2 separate regions of the Mus musculus genome follow, and region 1 is linked to region 2. A link is a contact called in public Micro-C data. All regions are on one chromosome and are shown on one strand. The core of a region is the stretch at or near the end of the contact, and the rest is flanking DNA. Distances in the headings are between cores, read along the strand shown. Region 1 overlaps Morrbid (myeloid RNA regulator of BCL2L11 induced cell death). Region 2 overlaps Acoxl (acyl-Coenzyme A oxidase-like).

Region 1 (7,098 bases), core at 432-2,931, 210 kb after region 2:
AAACACACACAAAAAGAAATGAATTTATTACTTATCGCAACTTAGCAGAGTAGTTAAATTTATAATCTGCCTTAAATTCTATATGATTGGGAGAGGGTACCAAAAAGCAGGGAAGACCCTTGGTGAGGGTTGGGGGAGGGGTACTCAGAATACCCTTGAGATGGAGCGAGTTCATCTGATGTTTAATGTGCATAGCACCAGTGAGGCTCTCCACTCTATGGAAAGAGTGAATGTCTTTCTAAAACCTCCATGGAGTCAGGCCAGGCATCTCTTCAGACGTCTGCTTCCTGAGTCATCTTTGCCTTTTCTGTGACAGACTACTGATTCCACTGGGAACACTCTAGCCATGTGGAGTCCTTCTGAGTTCCAGGAGTCTATACTGTTGGTCACAGGGAAAGAGAAGGATCACGGGTTTGACAGAGGCTCTGGGGACAGCAGGCCTGGCTATCCAGTGGACTCCACTGGCAGAGGAGGGCTGATATTTTGCTCTGGAGGGAAGCCTGGGTGGAATAGGGTTTCCTTCAGGCTGTGCAGCAGTTCAACCAAGAGGCAGTTCAGCAGAGCAATTGAGCCATAGACAGCAAGCTCTCTCCCCGTGTTTATCTCCAGTTTCCACCTTCGATTCTTCTCAGGAGACCCAGATCCCTCCACTCTCCCCACGCTCATCTAGGAAATTGGAGCTACCTCAAGGATGCCAGGATCCTCAGAGCCCATTTCTCTGAGCAGCCAGGCTGTTGTGTCAATAGTCCGAGAACAGAAGAGCCATAGATCTCAGCCAGGTAGGAGCCTCGTGTAGCCTTGGGGGGTTCAAAGGCCCGACCCCAGTATCTGACCCATCAGCTGCTTTGATCTGCTGAAGTTTCTTTCTTCTACTTCCCACAGACTTTTATGATTTTATTACATGTGTGTTTGCTCTGTTCTGTGACAATTGAGGTGAATGAATCAGAATCACCAATTGTTTTTCCTTCTAGTCTGCCCAGGTCTGTCACCCCATCCTGCTCTGACCATTTTTTTTTTTTTTTTTTAAGATTTATTTATTTATTATATGTAAGTACACTGTAGCTGTCTTCAGACACTCCAGAAGAGGGCGTGAGATCTCATTACGGATGGTTGTGAGCCACCATGTGGTTGCTGGGATTTGAACTCAGGACCTTCGGAAGAGCATTCAGTGCTCTTAACCGCTGAGCCATCTCTCCAGGCCCCTGCTCTGACCATTTAAACCCCCTCTTGCCCTCCAGTGAGAGCACAAGCACCAATCTTCCAGGCTTCACCTTTCATGCTCCCCTCCCCCAAAGCAAGCTCAGGCTCTTTCTCCAAAACAGGAAGTTACAGATAGTGAAGTGACATCGGTCCCTGGCCTCCACTGGTAGCCTCCCCCACTCTCTCCCTCATTCTGAGCAACGTCCTCTGACTAACTCCCGAGGTTCTCCTTCCTCTCTGGAGCCCCCTTGCATCAGCGCAGCTGCCTGGACTCCTCCCAATGCCCAACTAGAATTTCCAGAACCTTCCAAGCTAGGTGGCCTCCTTCTGACCTATGGACATTCCTCTGGGGCTGGTTCTGTCACAGGATTTTTTCCCCCTGAGGATTTATTGCCAGGAAAAAGAATTCCCCAAAGGAACGTTGTGATTTCTCATGTTGGACAATGAGAGCCAGACACTGTTCTTTCTGTCGCTGGGATGCTTCAGTGCTACCCTAATGTGTAGGACAGATGGTTCTCAACCTGTGGGTTGCGGCCCCCATAGAGGTCAAATGACCTTTTTATAGAGGTCATCCCTGGAAAACACAGACATTTACGTTACAACTCACAACAGTGATGAAGTAGGACATATTTTGTGGTTAAGGGTCACCATGTGAGAAACTGTATTAAGGCGACACAGCACTAGGAAGGTTGAGCAGCGCTGTGCTTAACACCATTGCATACAGCTGACTGAGAAGGCGGTCTGGTTTCCCTAGCCTCTGGGTCCACGATCCAGACATACTGCTCTTTTCCCAGTCTCTTGGAGCATTGCTGCCTACTGAGGGGTCCCCTGCACACAGTGGATTTGTGGAAGCCTCATTCCCTGCTCCCCACCTTCGACTGGGATCTCCCGACAACCATCATAATGTGCTGGCCTCCTGCACCTTATAAAATGGGATCTTTCTAAAGGGGAATCATCTGGTCTAACAGAACAGGCCCAACTGATTAAGTTTCTCTCTCCCATCTCCAGGCAGCCTGACGAGAGAAACAAGAAAAACAGAGTTTTCTTTTCATGGGTGGAAGCGATGCAGGGAGTCAGAAACAGTCTTGTTCCAGCTCTGAGTAAGATTTCAGCTCAGTTGGCAGATGTGGGTTTTCCAGCAAGTGCCCACAGAGTGCCACTTTACTTCCTCTCAGAATTTCCTCCACAAACATACCTGAGGTCACATTCTTTGGACGTGGTACCTCAGCCTTTTGGAATGTCTCTAGAGGTCAAAGGGCTCCTTCTGCCTTCGAGAGAGAGAGAGAGATTGCTTTCTGTGAGCTCTAATAGTCCAACAAGGCTTCATGTAATTATAACTGATTACCTGCCGTGTGTGTGTGTGTGTGTGTGTGTGTGTGTGTGTGTGTGTGCGTGTGCGCATGCAAGTGCATACTTATGTATGCAGATGTGCACATGCATGAGTGGAGAGGCCAGAGGAGCATGCTAGGTACCTGGCTCTGTCACTCTTCACCTTATTCCTTTGAGACAGGGTCTCTCTCTGCACTTGGAGCTAAGCTGGCAGCCATTAAACTATGGATATCCTCCTTCCCCTACCTCCACCCCCACATAGCAGTGGGGTTACAGTACGTGTGCAGTCACGCATAGCTTGCTATCTGGATGCTGGGGATTTGGTCCCGGGTCCTCATGTTCTAGGAGCAAGTGCTCTTACCCACTCAGCCCCAGCCTTTAAAGCCATATCTTAAATAATTACTCAGTCTGGACAACTAAAAAAAAAAAAATAATAATAAAATCATCCTACCTTTTCTTTTTTCTTTTTCTTTTTCTTTTTTTTTTTTTAAGATTTATTTATTTATTTAATGTAAGTACACTGTAGCTGTCTTCAGACACTCCAGAAGAGGGCATCAGATCTCATTACAGATAGTTGTGAGCCACCATGTGGTTGCTGGGATTTGAACTCAGGACCTTCGGAAGAGCAGTCCGCGCTCTTAACCACTGAACCATCTTGCCAGCCTATCTTATCTTTTCTTACTCACATGTGAATTCCAAGAAATGTATCGATGTGGAGGTCATTTTGAAGAGAATTTAAGTACAGCAGAGACACATTAACACAGACTAAAAGGATACCAAAAAAACTCCAAAGGTTCTAACTGTGGTACTACCACCTTGAGCAAATACAAAAAGGGTCACGTATAGGGTGTGGGAGGCCTCCAAACACCTCGCCTTCTTGTTGGCTTGTTTGGGAAGAGTGGGAGTTGAGTGAAAAATCTTTCTTTCTTTCCAGCCTTGACACCAATCTGCTCATGGGATGAAAACAGCCATTGTCAGTATTCTGAGGCTCAGCCGTACCACTGCCAACTGGCCAGCTGTAGGCCACGTGGAGAAACAGCATCAGTTTCTGGTCACCAAACAGGCCAATGTCAGAAACAGCTTCCTGAGCAAGCATGGGCGTCTGAGATCTCTCAGGCCCTGGATGCAGAAAGCAAGAACGGACATTTGTCTATAATCAGTCTTGCTTGCTGTGTCAAGAGAGAGCTCAAAGCACGGGCGATGGGCTGAGGACTAGCTCATGATCCCTCCTCGGTTTCTCTGTTCTTCTAGGGACATTTCCAGCCCAAACTAAGGGCAGAATGTGGGGTGAGGCTCCCTTTACCCTGTCTTTGGGAGCATCTCTGCCCTTCCACCACTCTGCCCTGCATCCCTTCATTGTTGGGATGGGAGCGAGTCCTCTCTTGCTCCAGCCTTTGGCTCATCCAAGACTTACTTATTTCCAGGCTGGACGTCCCATGCCAGCTTCATGCTGGACTGAATGAGTGAATGGGTGAACCCGGAAGCTGAGCTACCTCTCAAAGACCTGATATCTCCATAGAAAATATTAATACTACTTATTAACCTATGTTTACTGTTACTCATTGAGTTTTTTGTATACTTAGAAAGTGGCTGGGTTGTTTTGTTTTGTTTTAAAATATTTTCTTAGGCTAAGGAGAAGGCAACTCAGTTGGTAAAGTGTTGGCACTTTTCTATTTCTCTGTCCCCTCTGTCTTCTGTGTCCTGTGTGCCTGGCTACTGTTTAACCCAAGTGGGGCCTTAAGAGGTGAGGGGTCCGGATTGGATCCCTTTTCTCCTCCTCCTCTTCCTCCCCCCACCTCCCTTTCCCTCTCCCCCTCCCCTTCCCCTTCCCCCTCTCTCCCCCTCCCCCCTCCCTCTCTGGTGTGACCAATTATTCACCTATTCTCAGGCCATCCTCATGCTATCAGTCCATGCCACTTAACCACAGTAAACAGTGTCTAAGCACTAGACACTGAGGATAAATGTTTGCACACGCAACACAAGCATGCAGATCTTGTTAAAATAGAGCCATGGGCCCTGCTCTCTGACTGCGTGATTTGGCGATTCTGGGAAGGTCCCAGAGAAAGTGTGTTTCAAAGAATTTCCCCAACAAGAGAAAAACTTTGTCCAGTACTCGAAACCTGGCTAACTACTCAGGGCTAGTGAAGTTTTGGATCTTGGCCCACAAGACCTCAACCCTACACAAAGAACTACAGGCAACTACAGAAAGCAAAGAGCAGGAAGAACAACCCTTCCCCAGGGAGAGGCACACCGACTGGTCAGCCGATGCCAAATGGACAGGTCTGAAAACATACATACAAGTAACATTATCCAGGCTGAGCAGGTTGTTTTTGTGTGTTTAGAAATATGTGTATGTACGTATATATGTATAACAGCAATTTGTGGGGGGAAAGGGGCTATGAATTTGAGAGAGCAAGGAGAGGTAAATCACAGGGTTTGGAGGGAGGGAGGGCAATGGAGAAATGATATAATTTTATTACAATCTCAAAACAAAACAAAAGGAATAACAACAATGATGATGATGATGATAATGATGAAGATGAAGTTATCAGGTGATGTTGTCATTCTGGGTTGGGGTCCCATCCCCTGAGAAGCCTCACTAGTCCAGGTACCAGACCCCAAGAAGTACCATCTTCTGAGAAGCACCATTCAGGAATTGTTATGATGCCATGCCTCTGCATTATTCTGTGCTGCATGTGACAATAGGTGAGTGGCTCTGTCCCTGTGAATCTGGACTGTGTCTTCCTGGGGTCCTTCAACCCAACAGGTTGTCATCACAACAACATCTGGCATCGATCTTCTTATATTTCAGTCCCTCTGAGTCTAGAACAGAGTTAATCACATTTATTTCCATTTGGTGTGCACCAAGCCAACTCTTGGCCAGAAGAGAACATCCAAAATTAAATAAACATGACTGTGTAAAGAGAGAGGAATGGGCAGAAAGGCCAAGGGCTGAAGACATCGGGAATGACAAAATGGAGAAATGAACAAGCAAAGGGGAAATACGGGAAGGGAAAATAAGAGGCTCGCTGTCTCCTCCCATGCAAGGTAACCCCACACCTTAGCCAGCAGAGAAGACACTGAGGCCCCAATTTATTCCTAATGGTAATTCATTATCTTCAACCAGAAGACAAACAAAATTAGTGTCAGGGGAAAACACTGCCTGGTAAGGACTTTCCCTTTCAAAAGTTTTCACAGTCAAGATCAGTTTGGAATCCTATCTACACACTTGCTGGTCCACAGCCCCTCGAATAAGCCCTCTGCTCCAGTCTGGCCCCTGTTTGCCCTGTCCAAGCCCAAGTGGAAGCATAAAGAACAGACAACTTTCCATTTTCAGGGCTGGTGGCTGAAGCACATTTGTTCTTGCACTAGTTCAAAATCATCAGCTGACAGGCAGTGCTGGGGAGGGAGGTGGTGATGACAGTACAGAGAGCATTCCCACCTTTGCAGTGTCAGTGTTAGGTAGGGATGGAGGCAGTAGCCAGCCACTCTGAGAGGCCCAATGCTGTCTGCATCCTTAGCTCCATGAGGTGGCCTGGCCTCCAAGTAAGCAGGGTGGCCTTAAGGAAAGTCAAGACATCCCCTGAAGGAAGCTAGCAAGGTACTCAACAGACTGTCCACACAAGCCATTCGAGAACCGTTTACTTTCCTGTCAATCTTTCTTCTTATCTGCTCAGAGTAAATGAATGTTTGCCTTCCGAGGTTTCTAAACACAGCATAAAATACTCTTTGTACTAGGCACAGGACCGAAATCCCAGCGGCTGGCAGGAGGATCACAGGGCTAAGTCCTGCCTGGGCTGTAGATCGAGTTTAAGACTGGCCTGAGTAACTTGAGACTTTCTCTCAACACTTAAAAGAATAAAATTTTAGGGCTGGTCCTGCAGCTCAGCAGTTGATGCGAGCTGAACTTGTCTAGCACGACAAAGACCCCAAGATCAGCCTCCATCTCCACACACACAGACAAACGAAACACAGACAGAACACGCGCTTCCTGTTCACAGTGACTGTTCAACCTTGCAAACCTGAGCGTGTTCTTTCCAGTAAACTCTTTGCCGAAGTCAAATTGTACTCAGAGAAAAGTAAGGGAAGGAGACGCAAGACTCCTCCTCACCCGAGGCGACAAACCTGACAGAGTCAAGAGACAGGGTGTCATAAAGCCCAAGAGCTCTCTGTGACCTCCAACAACTACTGTCCCCACTTCTCCCTGTATTGGAGAGCTCTCTGTTCTTAAACTTTGTATGAATGGGGCAATTCAAGGCACCTTCATGGTTGTCTTGAAAATGGTGTTGATAAGAATCGTGCATAAGATTCTGTATCTCGTTCACTTATTTAATTTCAATGCTACGCACAGCTTTCCATCCACTGTCATCATATTACATTGTTAATGGAAATTTGGGTTATTCCTAGTCTTTGATTAATATAGCTGCATGATCACATTTTATGTGTTTGTTTGAGTGCCTTTCTGTTGGGTATGTCCCTTGGAGTAGAATTCTGGCTCATCAAATATATGCACTTGGTCAGCTGTGGAAGACCCTTGTCCAGAGGTTTCCCACAGTGGAAACTTCTCCC
Region 2 (6,695 bases), core at 895-3,394:
TTGCAAAAGCAACTGTCTGTTGACAACCAGATTTTCTTTCAGCCCTCGAGTTCTGGTCTATAAATAATCCGTGTGTTTCGAGTCTGACCATTGTCTTCAGAGGCCCCTCCTGACATATTCTCAGTTCAGGGTGTCTTAAAACAAATATTAAATGTGTAAATCATGGAAACTATTATGTTTTTAGAGAGCTATTGGAGATATGTGCTTTTTAGATACCCAAAGTGTCAAAATGAAACATTAAGATGATGTATTCTTTCTTTGGAGCATCTGTTTATCTTTTGTGAGATCTCAAGCTTGATAAATCACCAGAGATAAAAACTTCATTTTTAACTTATTGTAAATCCCAAATGCTGAGAAGAAAAATAGTGCTGAGTCTTCTCTATGTGACTTTCCCTCTCTCTCTGCTGATGACTTACAGGGGTTTGTTTGCAGAGAAAACACGAGGCTCTGTTGACTGCCGAGATGATGGCTTTTGCTCAGAAACCTGAGAACTGAAGGGGAAAGGGGGAAGCATGTGTTGTCAGGGTTGATAATTTAACGTGGTTTAATATCTGCCTAAAGTGGCACAGGGTGAAAGACAGGAGAAGACCACAAGGTAATTCAGAGAGAAGTCTTAAGAATATTTGAGTTTTTATTTTTCAGTTTGTGTGTGTGTGTGTGTCGGGGGTCTGTGTTAGTGTGTACCTCATGTATGCAGGTGCCTGGGGGAGTACTAAGGTGTGAGATCCCTGGAGCTGGTGTTACTGGTGGGTGTGAATCATCAGGTATGGATGCTGGCAACTGAACTTGGGTTGTGTACAGTAGCAGCAAGGACTTTCAACTGATGAGTCTTGCTCTTTCTCCAGCCCTTAAAGTAAGGTTTTTACTAGTATCTTATGTGCATATGAAAACTGTGATATGAATATTCTTCTGTATCCAAGAGGACCACACCAAGAAAGTATAGCGATGGCTCTCAGCAGTTCTTACTGTAAACTTAAAGATCATAAATGAATCAATCAATCAACATAATGCCTGGGCATGAATGTTCAAACTCACTGTGCCTCCGTGTGTAAAGAGGTCCCTGCTGCAGTGGTGCCCCAGTGTCTTTCCTTGCCCTTACGCTGTTGTTCTTCAGCCCTGAGCAGGTTGAGATAAATTTAATTGTGTGCCAACCTATTCTAGGCCACAGTTGAGGGGTTTTTTCTGATAACTGCCACAAAGTGCTGTTTTAAGGAGATAGCTTCTGTCCTAGGTCTCAGAGGTTACTAAAGTTCCCATAGCACATGGCCAGTGGCAGCTGTGAGCAGGTGACCTCAGTTTTCCCTTCTCTCTCTTCTTGTAAGAAGCACGCGAGTCATGATAAGGAGCAAAACCAAGGGCATTGCCTCCTGCCACGGGACTAAGATAGCCAGATGTTCTGGAGTTTCAAGTCTCCCACCATTTTCTCAGACCAACAGCTATACAGTGGGCTAGTCTTTACAGCAAAAAGCTATTCCACCTGAATTACTGTATCAAAGGGTTGCAGTCCATTATGGTAGGACAGAAATGGCAGGCCAGCTCTGTCCATGGGGGCAAGAATGTGTGGCAGAAGATGTTCTCACCACAACAGACCAGGAATCACAGAGTAGGGGGTTCGGGGAGGCAGGACCAGGAATTACCTTCAAAACCACCCCTAATGGTCTGTCTCCACTAGCTAAACACAAATCCAAACATTTCTAGAATCTTCCAAAATAGCACCTGGGGACAAAGCATCCAAACAGAGGTCTCCAGGAAATCTTTCAGATTTAAATCTCTCCACTCATGCAGGCTTTGTTCAGGTTGGGATGGAGCCTAGGGTAGTGCATCGCTGTGCCCGGTTGGTTGAGGCAGCCTGCAGTGTTTGTATGCAAGGCTCCGCTGTGGTAACTGTCAGCAGAGCAGTGGTGAAGGACAGGTGTATGAACCCAGCACTGAGTCCAGCAGCAAGAGGGCAATCCAGAGAGATTAGACAGTAAAGGGTCCATCTATCCCTGTCAAAGGAAGAGGACTGAAGTTCAGGGATGGCAGGGAATTATCTTACGCAAACACCTTCAAAAGTGAAATAACACAGTCAAAACCACAAGTAGGGGAAAAAGAAAAGTCTATGTGCTTACTTAGATAAAAACCAGTGCTCACATAGCAGGCCTTTGATGAGAGACTGGCCTTAGATACAGAAAAGAGGAAGGTACTTTATAGAAACTGTAGCATGCCCAGAACCAGTAAGGCTAATTTAAATATCCATTAAAATCTGTTCTATGAGCCATCTTGTGTTTTCCTTAGCCATTCTGTTGGAGAAAGTTGAGGAAAAATGACTAACTACATCTGGGGAAGTCTGGGGCTTGCTTGGGTCAACATCTGGGGACATATTATGCTTCAACCACATAGTGAATTAATGCAGTGGAAATCACTGTGGAAGAGGGTAGTTAAAGGTAGATACCAAAGGTACCAAGGCTGTTGGGATTCTCTTTACGGAGTCACTGGAATGGAGATTGAGTGTTTTCTCAGGATGGCTCATGCAGTGGCTGAACCTAGGACTTTCTGGTGGTTCCCACGGATGCGGGCTGGCCTTGTGATCTGCCTAGCCCACTGTGGGGAAGTCACTGACACGGATTTCAGCCCATGTAGTGAGCAGGCAAGGAACTCTACATGCCCCCAAGCAGCCACACCCAGCATGCCATGTGTTTTTGCCATAACCATGAGGTTGTCCCCCACATGGCAGTGCTGGCAGTCCCCAGGGAGGCCACTCACCTTTCTGTCTCTTCCCTTCCAGTTGCACTAGAGCAGTTCACGACGGCAGTGAGGCAATGTCCCAACAGGGAGGACCAGGCTTTGCTAATGAAGGTAGGTTATCAGCTAAATTCTTATTTCCTTAAAGCCTCCTAGCGTTTTTTGATTGCCCGGAGGAGAGCACCGGTTTTTGTTTTTTTTTTTTTTTTTTACAAGCGGGAGTAAATTTATCATCTCTGAATTTTGTGCTCCACGGGGATACACTTGTCAGTGGCTGGCGGGAGGGTGGCTGGTTAATGAGCACAACCACAGTCTGTGGAACACAGAAGTGACAGGGAAGTGGGTGTCGACAACTAGCAGGGAGCCTACGTGATTCTCAGTGGACCTGGTTGGTTTTATTTAAACTTCTCTGACAGTCTCGATTCTTTCAGCAGATTTATGAGACTTGGCCAAATTCCATGTCTCCGATTTATACTTTTTAATTAAGACAAAGAATCCCACACCTTCCTGGTTGGCCCCATCCTCCCTATCGTCACCAGCGGGAATGCCATACAAATCAGACCACTTGTGTCAACTGTCGAGACAGTCAACTCATGTCTTAGGTTCTTTGTCCTTGAATCGAAAACAAACTCCTTTTCTTCTCAGGAATAACCATTTTATCTCTTCCCTGATGGCATGGACAGAAGTGCGGTATAACCTATATTTAGGGTGTGCATTTAGGAGAGCCGATAAAGGTCAGGCAAACAGCCTGTGCAATCTTAATAAAAACTGTGTCTGAAGGCAAGAAAGCGGCTCGCAAGTGTAGAGACACACGCACGTTTCCACTGATGACTAAGCCTCCTGTTTTCACCTAGAAATGTACATACTGACCTTGAACACCAGTGTTTCCATGATGTCATTTCCATCCTGTGCCTTCAGGAAACCGTGTATACCAGGAGTTGCATTTCTTTACCTAAATACAGTTTCTTTACCAGGTGTCTTCTGACTTGAGAAATGGGTGGGAAAAAAATAGGATGTTACTCTTAAGGGATTTTTCAACTCATTTGCCTAAGGGGTGATATTTTTGGTCTGTCTATTTTTTTTGTTTGTTTGTGTTATTTTTTTAACTTTCAATGATGCTTATTTTATAATAAGGAAGGTCTGCTGATTCCAAGTGTTGAGTTTATCTGGGAAGCCCAGTTCATCTGAGTCCAGGCTGTGTGAGGCCCTGACTTGGCCTGACAGATTTAAGCACATGAGATGTTTTGGTAGTCTGAGGTCTCCCACACTGATGTTCATTCCCTGCTATGAGCTCCATGCCTCAGCCTGTCCTTCCAAGGACTGGTTGGTTTCCTGTGACCTTGAAGCAGCCTTGGTCACAGACACTCACCTTTTATCCATTATCCATTCATGGGTCAAGACACAGAACCTTCGTCCTCTTCCTTTGCATTCTGTCCGGCATCTTCTCTCTCTCCTCTCCTGATCACCTGGACCCCTGTTCAGGGGGAGAGACTACTGGGTTCCATTCCGTCCTGTAAGTGAGCCTCACTGAAACTTATGTGGGCATCTCAGAGGTGTTTTCAGAGAACAGAACCACTAAGCTCAGGAGGCCACACCATCCGGCTACTTCTAGTTGCCCTTGTGGTCATGTGTCTGAGTCCCTCTCTCGATTTCTTCTGAGCTAAGACAAGTGAGTAAAAACAGAAGCTACCTGAAGGCCACCCCTCCTCCCAAGCTGCCTCCTGTTGCCTCTCACGGCTGCACCAGGAGAGACGGCTCCTTTAGTCCACTTGGTTAGACATAAACACTTGGACTTGGGAGAAGGTCAAGCTTTCCCAAGATGTTTTGGAATGTGTGCACCTCTCAGGATTTTGTGTTTTCCTTCATGTTTCTTCAGACTGTATGACCACACTAACTGAGAGAGCTGTCTGTGGGTGTTTTTTACAGTATCTTCGAGATATTTGAGCAGGCCTCATCAAAGAAGTTTCACTGAACAAAAATGTGTGCTTTGCTCATATCTACGAAGACTACTTTGTAATTTTTTTTTCAAGAGATTGAGGTTTCTTTCATGTCACTTAGGAGAGGCCACCATGTGGGTGTGACAGGAATGTGTAGGATTTTTTTGTGGATATGTATAAAAGGATGTAAGAGAACAATAGATCATTTTGAACACTCAATCAGCTGACCCTTGATGTTCACTTTGGTGTACTTGGAGTTTATATGTAGTAAAATTCTTTTGTGTGTACGTGCATGCATGCATGCATGTGTGTGTGTGTAGTTGAGTATTTTGATCGTATTTGTCTCCCTCCCCCAACTCCTCCAAGATCCATCCCCCTTCCCAGCAGCTGTCAATTGCCAATAGCTCCTTCCCTAGGGGTGGGAGCCCAACTGTGTGCCCAACTCCCCTTAACTCCCCTCTCCACACTGGGATTTGGTCTGTATTTGCACAAGTCTTTTGCATGCTGTCACAAAACTGTAGTTCATATGTGCAGCTATCCTGCTGTGCTCAGAAAACACTGTTTGGGTTATCCACTTTCTGGCCCTTACCATCTTCATATAACCTCTGCTACAATGATCTCTGAGCCTTGAAAGGAGCAAGTGTATTATAAATATTCCATTCAGAGCTGAGCATTCCTAAGTCTCTAATTCTCTGCACTTTGGACAATTGTGGGTCTCTATGTTAATCACCATCTGTTGTGAAATAGAAGCTTCTCAAGGCCTTCACCTTCCAGGCTTCCATTCCTCCCTTGGATTATAGAAGGTTGAGAATTCATTGACCTGTATGTTTAATGATAAGTCATTAGGAGTCAATTTAATACTGTGTCCACTTAGAAAATAAATAATAGCAGATTTTCTCACCTAGTACCTGTGACCTGTGTGGCCATAGGCTCTTGGCCCATTATCAGATCTAGTATGAGTTTCAATATATGGAGCAGAGCTTAAATCCAATGAGAAAGTTGTTGGTTACTTACATGATGTTCCTGCCACTATTGCATGCCTTGGCAAGCTAATCATTGCTGTAGCTCACAAAAGTCACAGCTATATAACATTGATGACTACTTTCCTTCTCTAATAGTATATATAAAACTTTCAGAATGATGAAATCTAGCCAGTAGGGATGAAGCATACAGGTTAGGACCAGTTTGATTTTTCCATGCTCATAGTCACAAGTGTGGTTGGTATCTTCAGCAATAGGGTCTTACTGTAGCTTCTGGAGTGTGACCTATAATATTTGAGGTCTATGGGACCTCATGGAACAACAACTCCAAAAATAAGTAACCCATTCTTGGCACAAGACTTTTATTTATTAGACTATGTATCTAGTAGAGACATTGTCACCCTGTTTTGGATTAACTCTATCTTAACTCATTTTATGAGTGATATATATATATTATATATATATATTATATATATATATATAGCATATAATATATATGATATATATATATATATTTCTTTGAAAGATCCCTAGTGTCATTTATCCTTCCCCATATTCCCTCTTCTACCCTGCCCTCTCTTCTCCCACCACAATCTAACACTTCCTATTCATTATTCTTCTTTATACATTGCAATTTTTGACTTCTCCTTACAATAATTTCTTGGGATCCAAACAACAGCAACGAAAACCAAAACATACTTGTCAAGAGTAGACCATGGCCAAGCAGGTGATGTTCCTAGGACAGTGCTCATTCACTGCACTTGGAATGTACTGACTCTTGTTGGGAAACTTGACTTATAATTTATGGTTGTAGAGGAATACACTTTCAACACTTACACATGTGGTAGGGTAGTCCAAGTATATTCCATTTCCATGCATACTGTTGATTCCTCCAGTGGTCCAACATTACTGAAAACAGAGGACAGGTGCTTTAGTCTAACCCATGAAGATGTTCTATACATGCACCTCCAAGAAGACAGAAGACATGAGCAGCGAGAACATACAGCTGCAGCAAATTCAGATACCCCTGGAAGAAACAGAAGCAGCAGAACTC

The links. Hi-C and Micro-C count contacts between places; a contact is called where the count stands out from the background.
Region 1: a contact with region 2 is called in a Micro-C map of the G1E-ER4 cell line. The contact joins two enhancer-like sites. A contact is called at or near these places in 2 of 39 promoter capture datasets (cranial neural crest and liver), 1 of 484 Hi-C or Micro-C datasets (the G1E-ER4 cell line) and 2 of 115 datasets of contacts at active chromatin or transcription factors (effector CD8 T cells and kidney).

Annotation. Positions count from the first base shown.
Region 1 is chr2:128,295,645-128,302,742 of GRCm38.p6, forward strand. Morrbid (myeloid RNA regulator of BCL2L11 induced cell death) reads right to left here. Exons shown (of 3, transcript NR_028589.1): 3 at 3,019-5,352. Among named protein-coding and RNA genes, the nearest start is that of Gm14010, 120 kb to the right of the region's middle. Within about 2 kb of position 1,682, at least 79 of the 459 cell types and tissues checked have an H3K27ac peak or open chromatin away from gene starts, as enhancers often do. A contact at or near this core is called in the G1E-ER4 cell line, where this site is marked.
Region 2 is chr2:128,083,592-128,090,286 of GRCm38.p6, forward strand. It overlaps Acoxl (acyl-Coenzyme A oxidase-like), which reads left to right. Exons shown (of 18, transcript NM_028765.3): 16 at 2,768-2,838. It also overlaps the pseudogene Gm23101. Among named protein-coding and RNA genes, the nearest start is that of Bcl2l11, 39 kb to the right of the region's middle. Within about 2 kb of position 2,145, at least 19 of the 459 cell types and tissues checked have an H3K27ac peak or open chromatin away from gene starts, as enhancers often do. A contact at or near this core is called in the G1E-ER4 cell line, where this site is marked.